3 separate regions of the Pan troglodytes genome follow, and all the other regions are linked to region 2. The links are chromatin contacts, called in public capture Hi-C maps. All regions are on one chromosome and are shown on one strand. The core of a region is the stretch at or near the end of the contact, and the rest is flanking DNA. Distances in the headings are between cores, read along the strand shown. Region 1 overlaps LOC129143652 (a long non-coding RNA gene). Region 2 overlaps CLDN11 (claudin 11). Region 3 overlaps LOC129143652 (a long non-coding RNA gene).

What was found. Capture Hi-C pulls out chosen DNA fragments and counts their contacts.
Region 1: a contact with region 2 is called in a capture Hi-C map of stem cell-derived neural stem cells, with 2.3 times the contacts expected there. The contact joins two enhancer-like sites. A contact is called at or near these places in 4 of 7 Hi-C or Micro-C datasets (blood, induced pluripotent stem cells and stem cell-derived neural progenitor cells), 1 of 1 datasets of contacts at active chromatin or transcription factors (stem cell-derived excitatory neurons) and 1 of 1 other capture datasets (stem cell-derived neural stem cells).
Region 3: a capture Hi-C map of stem cell-derived neural stem cells shows a contact between it and region 2, with 2.8 times the contacts expected there. The contact joins two enhancer-like sites. A contact is called at or near these places in 3 of 7 Hi-C or Micro-C datasets (induced pluripotent stem cells and stem cell-derived neural progenitor cells), 1 of 1 datasets of contacts at active chromatin or transcription factors (stem cell-derived excitatory neurons) and 1 of 1 other capture datasets (stem cell-derived neural stem cells).

What each region holds. Positions count from the first base shown.
Region 1 is chr2:173,953,009-173,956,779 of NHGRI_mPanTro3-v2.0_pri, forward strand. The region is part of intron 4 of LOC129143652 (a long non-coding RNA gene); the gene reads left to right. Among named protein-coding and RNA genes, the nearest start is that of RPL22L1, 71 kb to the right of the region's middle. Within about 2 kb of position 2,508, at least 1 of the 24 cell types and tissues checked has an H3K27ac peak or open chromatin away from gene starts, as enhancers often do. A contact at or near this core is called in stem cell-derived neural stem cells, where this site is marked.
Region 2 is chr2:173,577,041-173,580,690 of NHGRI_mPanTro3-v2.0_pri, forward strand. The region is part of intron 2 of CLDN11 (claudin 11); the gene reads left to right. Among named protein-coding and RNA genes, the nearest start is that of CLDN11, 6.8 kb to the left of the region's middle. Within about 2 kb of position 2,246, at least 7 of the 24 cell types and tissues checked have an H3K27ac peak or open chromatin away from gene starts, as enhancers often do. A contact at or near this core is called in stem cell-derived neural stem cells, where this site is marked.
Region 3 is chr2:173,842,458-173,846,128 of NHGRI_mPanTro3-v2.0_pri, forward strand. All of the region lies in intron 3 of LOC129143652 (a long non-coding RNA gene), which reads left to right. Among named protein-coding and RNA genes, the nearest start is that of SLC7A14, 110 kb to the left of the region's middle. Within about 2 kb of position 2,389, at least 2 of the 24 cell types and tissues checked have an H3K27ac peak or open chromatin away from gene starts, as enhancers often do. A contact at or near this core is called in stem cell-derived neural stem cells, where this site is marked.

The DNA.
Region 1 (3,771 bases), core at 1,258-3,757, 380 kb after region 2:
CAGCTTGCAGAATAGCTAATTCAAAAACTTCTTAATCTGTACTGAGCATAAAGCCATAAAACACTGGCAAATTAGGTGAAAATCTCCTCTCCACTGTATCTTTTATTCTGGAACATAATTTATTGCCTGATAAGCCATATGTATGATCTGATCACCTTATCAACTGCCTTTATTTTTATTTATTTTATTCAATAGGTTTTTGGATAACAGGTGGTGTTTGGTTACATAACTAAGTTCTTTAGTGGTGATTTCTGAGATTTTGGTGCACCCATTACCTGAGCAGTGTACACTGTACCCAATGTGTAGTCTTTTACTCATCAGCCCCTTCCTATCCTTTCCCCAGAGTCCCCAAAGTCCATTGTATCATTCCTATGCTTTTGCATCCTCACAACTTAGCTCCCACTTATGAATGAGAACATATGATGTTTAGTTTTCCATTCCTGAGTTACTTTACTTAGAATAAGGGTCTCCATTTCCATCAAGGTTGCAGCAAATGCCATTATTTCTTTCCTTTTTATGGCTGAGTAGTATTCCATGGTATACCACAATTTCTTTATTCACTTGCTGATTGATGGGCATTGGACGGGTTCCACATTTTTGCAATTGTGAATTGTGCTGCTATAAACATGCGTATGGAAGTATGTTTTTTGTATAATGACTTCTTCTCCTCTGGGTAGATACCCAGTAGTGGGATTGCTGGATCAAATGGTGGTTCTACTTTTAGTTCTTTAAGGAATCTCCACATTGTTTTCCACAGTGGTTGTACTAGTTTACATTCCCACCAGCAGTTTTGATTATGGTCATTCTTTATCAACTGCCTTTAAAAACAATTTCAGATGGAATGTCTATCCACAGTTTGTATCTATTCATTCCACTCTCTCACTTCTTGTTGCTAGGATACCACTTACTGAAATATTAAAAATTTATTTTTAATCAAGTTTTTATTCTACATGGCCTTAGGAAAAGAAAAAAAGCAAGGTCCATGCACACATAAAACAGTTTCCAGAATGACTTTGAATCTTTGGTAGTAATTCTAAAGTCTTCTTTTTTTAGTTTAGGAATTGAAAAAGCTGACTTTATAATTAAAATTGCAAGTTTTCACTTTGTGTATTAATTTGTCTAAGTGAAAGGGGAGGTCATATCACAGAAACCTTTCCTTCCTTCTAAAATGGCTGATTCATTTTGTCTGTCAAAGACAAAGTCTCCAGGGTACAGAAAAGGTCTTCCTTCAGAGACGATTCATCTTCATAGCCCTTATTTCTTAGGGCTCTCAAGTTTAAAACTAGAAACTGGAACAGTCTACTTTCCTGACTTCTAAAAGTTACAGAGATTAGAGTGTAAAAAAAAGTTGTTATTATTCTACTTATTTTTATTCCAATTAATTTAATTCAGTAATGTGTATTAAACACCCTCTATGCACAATTCACTGTACTAATCAATGCTGAGAGTGTTAAGATGAATGTGTGACAGTCACTGTCTTCAAGATGGTCATAACCTAGTGAGGAAATGGACAATACCCAGTACCAGTCTCCAAGGGAGCAGTTCTCCAAGGGAGCAGTTCTCCAAGGGAACTAAGTTACTCTAGGCCCAGGGGATAGAGTTCCAGCACTTACTCTGGGGTCTGCAGAAACACAGGTCTAGAGCCTGCATTGGTTGGGTGTGAACAATATGCAGCATCCAGTAGGGTACCAGATTAGCACCGGAAATGGTTACCACACGAAGGAAGACAATGTGTGAGAAAATTCATAGTTCGGGGCTCAGTTGGGCATTCCTAGGTGGTGCCTATGGTCTCTGCCCTGGACACTGAAGAGGGCTCAGAAGGGTGGACATTAACCCAAACCTGACCTGAGGTAGGCTGATCAGTACCATGGGGCAGGTTTATTTTCTGGGGGAGAGGGTGGAGTTTGAAAATGCTTTGTAAGCAGTATGGCAGTTGAGCTGGGTTCTAAGGACTGGTGAGACTTCATTAATCTGAGGTTACTAGAGGTAACATACAAAGTACAAAGAAGAGGTAACAAAATACGAAGGTGGGAGGATGCTGCTGTATTAAAGAAATGCTGATGCTGGTTGACAAGGAGTGTAAAAGACACACGACTGTGGGGTGAGGAGACAGTGGAGAGGGAGCTAAAGCTGGCATCTTGGGCCAGATTAAGAAGGGCTTTGGAATGCCATGCAACATAATTTGGACTTTATTCTGTATGTGCAATGAGGGTCTATCCAGGGTTGTTGAATAATGCAATGTTATGAAATATTGCCTTTTATTAATAAGCTGACTTATCAACTTGGCTTAGCAATATTTTTAAGGGATTTGTTTCTAAACTTGTCCTAGTTATTCTCCATTTTCCCCCTCAGATCCATTCTTCACCTTCTGTCTCCTACTCTGTGCCATAGGAGGCTTACTTCACCCAGGATCCCTTGGCCTCTGCCTTCCAGCAGAGTGGCTATTGGGAGGCACCAGCAGGATATTGGAGGTCCAGAAGAGACAGAGAGGGATGTGTTTGGTCAGTGGCTGTGTTTCTCCATAGAGCTTCAGTTCTTGTAAACTGTCCCCCGCTTTCTGCAGCTCCAGCTCTCACAGAGGTCTAGTAACGGCTTCCTTCTCCTGCCCCTTCCTGGCATTCCTCTCTTGCTAATCACCGGAGGCCTTACCATCCTTTATTATTTCCCTTAATCCTGCTGTTTACGGGGGTGGTGTCCCAAAGATCACCCCCAGCTTAGATGATTCACTAAGAGGACTCACATGACTTAACATATTGTTGTACTCATGGCTAAAATTGATTGCAGTGAAAAGATACACAGTAAATCAGCAAAGATAAAAGACACATGGGGTGATGTTGGGGGAAGCCAGGCACAAGCTCCAAGAATCTTCTCCCATTGGAATTGCACAGCACATGCTAAATTCTTCCAGCAATGAGTTGTGACAACATGCATAAAATGTTGTCTTCCAGAAAAGTTCATTGAGACTTAGCACCCAGGGTTTTCACATACCAAAATTCCAAACTCCCAGAAGGGAAGCAGATTTTCAGTGTAAACCACATTGTTTGCATAAATAGTTTAGGCACTGTGAGCTATTCCTATCAGGAAATATTGGGGAGGCCCAGCGTGGTGGCTCACACCTGTAATCCCAGCACTTTGGGAGGTGGAGGTGGGTGGATCATGAGGTCAGGAGTTCAAGACCAGCCTGGCCAAGACGGTGAAACCTCGTCTCTACTAAAAATACAAAAATTTGCCGGGCGTGATGACAGGCGCCTGTAATCCCAGCTACTCGGGAGGCTGAGTAACGAATTGCTTGAATCCAGGAGGTGGAAGTTGCAGTGAGCTGAGATCGCGCCACTGCACTCCATCCTGGGCAACAGAGCAAGACTCCGTCTCAAAAAAAAAAAAAAAAAGGTGGGACTGCTCACCCATCAGTTTGCTAGTCTGAGTGCAACTTAAAGAAAAAGGCAGATCACAAGACTCAGGGAAATAATCACTGCCCTCGCTCTGTATGACCTATCTGTAGTTTAAATTCTGTTCCCTGAAGGACAACTGTTTTCTACATTATATGGACAAATGCCCTCACATTGATACTGAGGGACCTGTCATTTTTTGAAGGTTTGCAAGTTTTGCAGGGTCTTCTTGGGAGTCAGCTATGCCTCTGCCCTTTAAATCTCTGCCTCCCATCCCAATTTGCGAAAACTAAAGTCTTTCGTTCACAAACGAACTACATGTTCCTTATTTTTGATAAAACAGCTGCATGCCAAACATGATTCCTTTCATCTCCTATACATT
Region 2 (3,650 bases), core at 996-3,495:
GAGGTTGGAAGTTCAAGACCAGCCTGGCCAACATGGTGAAACCCCATCTCTACTAAAAATACAAAAATTAGCCAGGTATGGTGGTGCATGCCTGTAATCCCAGCTACTCGGGGCGGGGGTTGCTAAGGCAGGAGAATGATTTGAACCCAGGAGGCAGAGGTTGCGGTGAGCTGAGATCACGCTACTGCGTTCCAGCCTGGGTGACAGAGTGCAACTCCAGAAAAAAAAAAAAAAAGAAAGAAAGAAAGAAAGAAAAAAGTAAAGAAGAGGGCAAGAGAAAAGTCAGGAGTTGAGGGTGGTTAGACCATCAGGTGATGGCTCCGTCCTTTAACTCAGTAAGCCTTCCTTGAGCATGTGGGCCAGACACCATGGTAGGTACTGGGGACACTGGGGAAAATAGGCCGTCTTTGCTTTGAGTGTACTTGGAAACCTCAATAGAATATGGTATGTGCTTATGTAGAAAAGGTATATAGTCTGTGCATACACATAGGAAGGCACCTAACCCAGACTGGATGAGTTTCCAGAGCAGAAGAACCCAGCAGTAAGCTCTGAGACTTGAAGAGGAGGTGGGCTGGTCATGAATTGAGGGGAGGGACAGTCCAGGGACAGGAAATGGCATGTGCTCATTTGGTTTTGCCGATTATACCTGCACATAGAGGGCTTCATTTAACAACCTATGGAGGGTCCTTCTAGCTCTATTCTTGTCAGTGATTTAATTTCTCTCCGTTTTTTTCCCTCAGATGCTAGTTTCATTAGCACATTCTAAATCCTAATAGACAATATGAATTTTAAGAACAACTCTTGTTGCAAAGTGCGCATATCAGTGACAACAAATTAGTCTGGTAATGGGTTAGATATAAAATCACCTTCTTCTGAAACAAGGAATTCATACCCCCAGATTGGCATATCAGATAATGAATTTGAGGGGTAAGGATAAGGGGTCAGGTTTCTGTGTGGGTTGATGCCACTTAGTGGTGGGTACCTCCCATCTGGAGGCCTCACACTCACAATGACACCAGTAAGGTGAGGGGACATGAGAGGTAGGGCACCATTTTCCAGGATTGCAAAGGGACGGAGGTTTGCAGGTTCTTGTGAAGCCACAAGGGTGTGTGTGTGTGTGTGTGTGCGTGTGTGTGTGTTAACAGGAGTGAAAAGGCCACTGTAATTTCCAGAGAAAAATCTGAATGTGGAAATTTTGGTTCCAGCCACAAAGAATTTGTGTGCCAGCGTCACACGGAACACATATCAGCATCCGGTGCTTTATCTGACTCACAGGGGCCCCCTCTTGCAGTGCTCTATGGAGGTCAGATCTATTGTCTGACTCCCTTTCCAACAGGAAAGTCAAAGCTCCACAAGTAAACTTGGTTTGCAGAATCCAGGTGAAACCCTTCTCCTAGACACTTGCTGTTTGTTACTTTCCTCACATTCTCACAGAAGCCCCGGAAGGTTCTCTTGGGCTCTGAAGATGGCAGAGCCAAAAGGTGGGTCTGTTGTGTTGAGTGCTCATGTTTAGAAATTCTGGCCGTCCATATGAATGTCACAGGTATCCACAAGTAAGAGAACACACTAAAACAAACATACGAACCCTGGAAAATAGACGGATAAAAGCAAAGTATACGTAGTTTAAACAACCCTAAAAACAACAGAATTGTTTAGTTGAATAATCAGGGATATTGAAGGAAAAAGCAACCGGTGGTTTGAAACTTCCTCGCTGAATTTGTTTTTCTTTATCTTCTAAAAGTGGGTTGATATAGATAGGCAGAATCACAGAGGAAGAAAGCAAGGTGGGGCTGGGGAGTGGGTGAGTACCTCAGTCCCTGTTTGCCTGTCTGGAGTGAAACTATGGGGGAAGCGGGATATGGAGGGACCTGACCCCACCCAAGGAGGCTGCCCATTTCCGGACACTCACCAGAGTCCCCTCATTGCCCTTTTACGGCCTTGCATTTCCAATATTGTCTGCCTGCTTTGCTCCTATCCAGATTGGTTTCTCAGTGGATCACCACTGCCTTTGGGCTGGATGTTGTTTTGACTGGAACGAGCTAGCTCTGGAAATGTAAAGCTCATTGTCTCAAGCATGGCACCTGCTGATCTCCTCTAGGTCTTCTCACCACGGAGCCCCAAGTGCCTTGTTTCCCCTGTTGGCAGTGGTGGGAGGAGCACGGGGACTGAAGGCTCCCTTTGTGTTGCTCTGGACTGTTTCTGTCACTCCCCCAGAGAAGCCAGCGCTAGGCCTGTGCAAGGTCCTCAGGGTCACTGAATGGGGCTGAACAAACACACCTCATTCGACCAAAGAAGATGAGGCACCTCCTGGGTTTCGGGGGCCTGGGAACTGGACACAGTGTCACAGCTAGTCCTGGTATGGGAACTGTGAACACTGCTAATTAAAATCAGTTTTTCCTGACCCTGAAAATCTGTAATTATTTCTGTGAAAGCTTAAAAAAATTATGTCTGTTGTACAACTTTATCTTCTCAGCAGTTACGTTTAATGGTGTGAGGATTTGGTTCCTGCTGTGGAGGAAGAAATAGGAGCCAGTTGCTTCTAAAGCCAGATGAGTAGTACAGGAGCAGCAGGCTCTCAGATCTGTGGTGGATTTGAGGCTAATCTGTTTGTGGCTTTTCAAGAGTCCCTGCCAAGGCAGGAGGTGCCTGTGCCCTGAATTGTTTGATCTTATCAGTTGGAGTCAGATCCAACTGTGCTGAATCTGGAACCTACTACTTTCTAGCTGTGTGAACTGGGGCAGTTCCTTAATGTCTCTGGTCCCTTCCATAAAATGGGAACAATAACGCCTGCCTCTCAGGTTAGTAAAAACAGTGAAATGATGTGTGAAAATTATTTAGCATAGGATCTGGCACATGGTAAGTGCTCAATAAATGGTTGCTATTATTATTGTTATTGTTGGTTAGCTGGTTAAAAGAATACCCAGAGAGCAGCTGGGTATTCTTCCAATCATGTCAATTTCCTTCTTTTTATTTTTATTTTTTGAGACGGACCTTTGCTCTGTCGCCCAGGCTAGAGTGCAGTGGCGCAATCTTGGCTCACTGCAACCTCTGCCACCCGGGTTCAAGCGATTCTTCTGCCTCAGGCTCCCGACTAGCTGGGATTACTGGCATGTGCCACCATGCCCGGCTAATTTTTGTATTTTTTGTAGAGATGGGGTTTCACCATATTGGGCAGGCTGGTCTCGAACTCCTGAGCCGTGAGCCACCGCACCTGGCCAAGAAGGTCTTTAAGAACGTTTTTATTTTGGAAAATATCAGACCTATATAAAAGTAGAGGAATAGTATAATAAACCCCTGTGAACCCAACCTCCTCAACAGTGATCAACTCATGGCTGTAATATATGCTTCATCTTTCCACTTCTCCATTTCTTCCAGTCTTCAGATTTTTTAAAGGAAATCTTAGATAGCATATCAAGAAAGATTTTTTTCGCTATTACTAATGTAAGAAGTCAGAATAATTTAAATGATTTTAATGAAAATTTTGCTTTGTGCTAGAAATGATGCTTTTAAAAGTTCTTTCAGGGCTGGGCGTGGTGGCTCACGCCTGTAATCACAGCACTTTGGGAGGCTGAGGTGGGTGGATCACCTGAGGTCGGGAGTTCGAAACCAGCCTGACCAACATGGAGAAACCCTGTCTCTACTTAAAATAC
Region 3 (3,671 bases), core at 1,139-3,638, 270 kb after region 2:
TTGTGATTCTTCAGTTACTTCAGGCCATCTGGGCATATATGTGTAAGTCATGGGGGATGCGATGGCTTGGCTTGGACTCAGAGGCCTGACAGGGACCACACGTGTGCAGTGCACCACTATGCCCAGCTAAGTTTTTTATTTTTAGAGACGAGGTTTGCTATGTTGCCCAGGCTTGTTTCCAACTCCTGAGCTCAAGTGATCTTCCCACCTTGGTCTCCCAATGTGCTGGGATTACAGGCATGAACCATCTTGCCCAGACCCATCCCTTGTTTTTTTTACCTATCAGATGAACTCTCTTTGATCCCCATGTAGAGGCAGAGACTATTACCAGTGACATTCCAATTCATTTCCTTTTTCAAATTCTTTTCTGGATTGCTTCTCTTCCTTTTAACAAAGAGGGAAAGTACAGTTCAGTGGGGGCAGGAGACATGGGCCTAGCAGGCAGTCTGTGCCACCAGGCTGTCAGCATTAGGATTAAGTCTCTCACAGACATTCTAGAGCTGCCCCTGGGGCTTTGCCTGCTTTGGCCTCAGGACAAGTGATCAGTGAAGAGCATTCCAAGGAGCTGAGTCTACCCTTCAAGATTCCTTACATCTTTTCTGGAAAAAAAAAAAAAAAGGCTTGGTGCCTTCAGATTCATATGCAAAGGACCTCTGTGCAAATGAGAAGCCTAGTAATTATCAAGAATACGTATCATAATTTTACAATTTAAAATATTTACTTAGCACTTAAAAGTCTTGAAACAAATTATTGCCTAAGGCTGTGTTTTTTAAAATAGTGAAATAGTTTAGGTATTTAAGTTCTAGCCCTTGCAGTAAGCTATTTTTATATTGATTTTTATCTGTGCCAAATATGGTGCTAATAGCAAGCAATGGGGGAGAGTATTATGTGTCTATTGACACTGCATGAAGTACAAGTTCACCATTATTGTGTCTACACTTATAGCATGGATTTGCCCAGTGCTGCTGAAAGGATGCCCAAGGATGTCTTTCTCCTGAATGAAGTCTCAGTGGCATGGCAGTTTGGGAAACGTTGGCCTAAAACAGAAAACATCTTCCCAGGTGTGGGGGTGTTAGAGCAGCAGAACAATGCAAGGAACTTCAAAACTCCTGATGCCCAGACTATACCCTAGTTAGACCAACTGAGTCAGAATCCCCCGGGGTGGGCGAGACTTGAGTGAGAACCTACTGTTAGGAGAAAAGATGTCTTCTCTCATTGTTTCCATTTCCTTCTTGTTCTGGGCTCTGTGGGCAGGAGAGTGGGAAAAATAAAAAAGAGGATGAAGTGGGGCCTTTAAAATGTCTTGGAGAATAACCACCACCACCACCACAGGAAGTGCAGGGACCCCGCTCCCCCTAGTGGCAGTGTGCCGGAGGCAGCTGGAAGTGCCTGGCCGGCCTGGCCGGCCTGGGCGTTATGTGTGTTAGGAAAGCTGTGTGTCTTCTGCAGGCTTCCTTTTTATAAAATGTGTATTCTATTTATGCATATTTATTTAAATTTTATTGTGTTTACCTATTTATTTATTGTTTATAAATATATGCTTTCTGTATTTTTATATTTTATGTTTATATAAAGGTGTCCATTGTGGAGCTCTCTAACATGTTCTGAGTCTAGAGGAGGCAGGTGAAGGTGAAGGCCACACGGTGACCCCAGATGCCGTTCCCTGGGTGGGATCTGATGCCTTATTCTGAAAACGTGGGGCACAGTGGCCTGGCTTTCAGAGCAGATCTGACCTTGGAGTGGATTGGTCCCCATCCCTTCAACACACACATATACACACTTCCCCAGTTCCTGCAGAGCAAAGATATGCCTGCTCCTTGATAAAATTTCAGCATTGGTCCTGGTCATTTTTCCCATAAGACTTCAACCAGGATCCTTTTGTGTCTTTCTCCTTGTGTTTAAAGCCAACCACATGTATTTTGACATGTGGACCTTTTGTACAAAAAGCCGTGATATCCTTTATCCCCACTTGGGTAACATTTCCAGCCCTGGGATGCGGCGTGGGGTAGAGGGAGGGTGAATTCTGTCCTGAGGCTGCTGTGCCACATTCTGCTTGTTTGATTGGGCTTCTGCAACCTCTACTAAGAAATACACACTGCAAAGCAAGGTGAAGGGCAACAGCCCTGAGCACCACTTCTAGCAGGTGCGGAGAGAGATTCACAGCACCTGGCCCATGTGTCTTCCCACTCAGATACCAGTGGAGGCCCACGCACCATATGTCTGGATACCTAAAAGTTTTACATCAAGCTAAGAGACTGATGAATTAATATGTTCCGTCCTCCTACTTTCATAAATATGTGTAAAGATCTGAGAGGCCAAGCTCAGCTGCAGCCTTCTTGGACTTCTCAGAGTTCTCCCCAGAATGTGATGACCTGGGACAGCTAGGGATCCCCACTGGCAGCCCACTCACCCTCTTTTCCCATCCCCTGGCTTCATCCGACCCCACAAGGAGCCTCCTGCACATAGGCACACTAGCTTATCTATCCAAGCCCTGTCCACACGAGCTTGTAAACAGCCTCCTTTTGGGGACCACAAGGGCCTAGACAGATTTATAATGGTAGCATAGTCTCCATGTGGAAGATGGAGATGTAGAAGAGTCCTGTGTAGGTCTGGAGACATGTGAGCAAAGAATTACTGCATCTCAAGTATCTGGAATGTGGAGAGAAGGGAAGAAATGGGTTCTGGATGGGCTCATTCCATTTTCATCGCTATACAAAGAAGGATTTTTAAATTTTTTATGTTGGAATAATTTTAGATTTACAGAAAAGTCACACATATAAGCAAAGAGAATTCCTGTATACCCCTCACCCAGTTTCTCCCATTGTTAATGTCTTACATTGCCATGGTACATTTGTCAAAACTAAGAGCCCATTATTGGTACGTAACTGTTATCTAAATTCCAGACATTCTTCAGACTTCACCAGTGTTCCTATTGATGACCTGTTGCTATTCTAGTATCTGATCCAGGACACTACATTGCATTTAGTTGCCATGTCTCTCCATTTGCTTCTGGCCTATGACAGTCTTCAGTCTTTCCTTGTTTTTCGTGATCTTGACAGGCTTTAGGAATGCTGTCCAGGTATCCTGTAGGATGTCTCCTAATCTGGGTTTGTCTGATTATTTTGCTCATGATTAGACTGGGGTTATGGAAGGAACACTGCAGAGGTGAAGTGCCCTGTTTCTGTCCATGCGGGCTGCTGTGCTTTCCATCTCAGGTACAATGGTTCCCTGCAGAGGTCCAAACTCAAATGTCTTCAAAAGCCAGGCAGGTAATACAACTGAGGTGAAGAAGTGGAAAAGAGCAGGATCAAATGACAGAAAGAAACAAAGGGCAGTGGCAAAGCTGAGAGTGCTTCCTCAACTGAAAGGGCTGCAAATTCATGTTTTGTCTACAATACTCTGCTGGTCAAATCAAACATTCTGTAGGTTGGCTCAGGCTCCTCCACAGTAGAAACTTGGTGCCATATTCTTAAGCATATACGGTCATACAGACAAGCCCGAGGCTAGTCTTCCTGGGCTATACTAACCCTTTTCTCATGTCAGCAGCTTTTGTCCTGAATGTAGCTCCTTGGTAACATTTGCTTGGAAAGATCTGAAAAAGAGCCTTCACTTGGAAGCCAAGAGCTCTTGATCCCAGCAGGTTACTCACTTGTCAGTGTCCATGTAGCTGA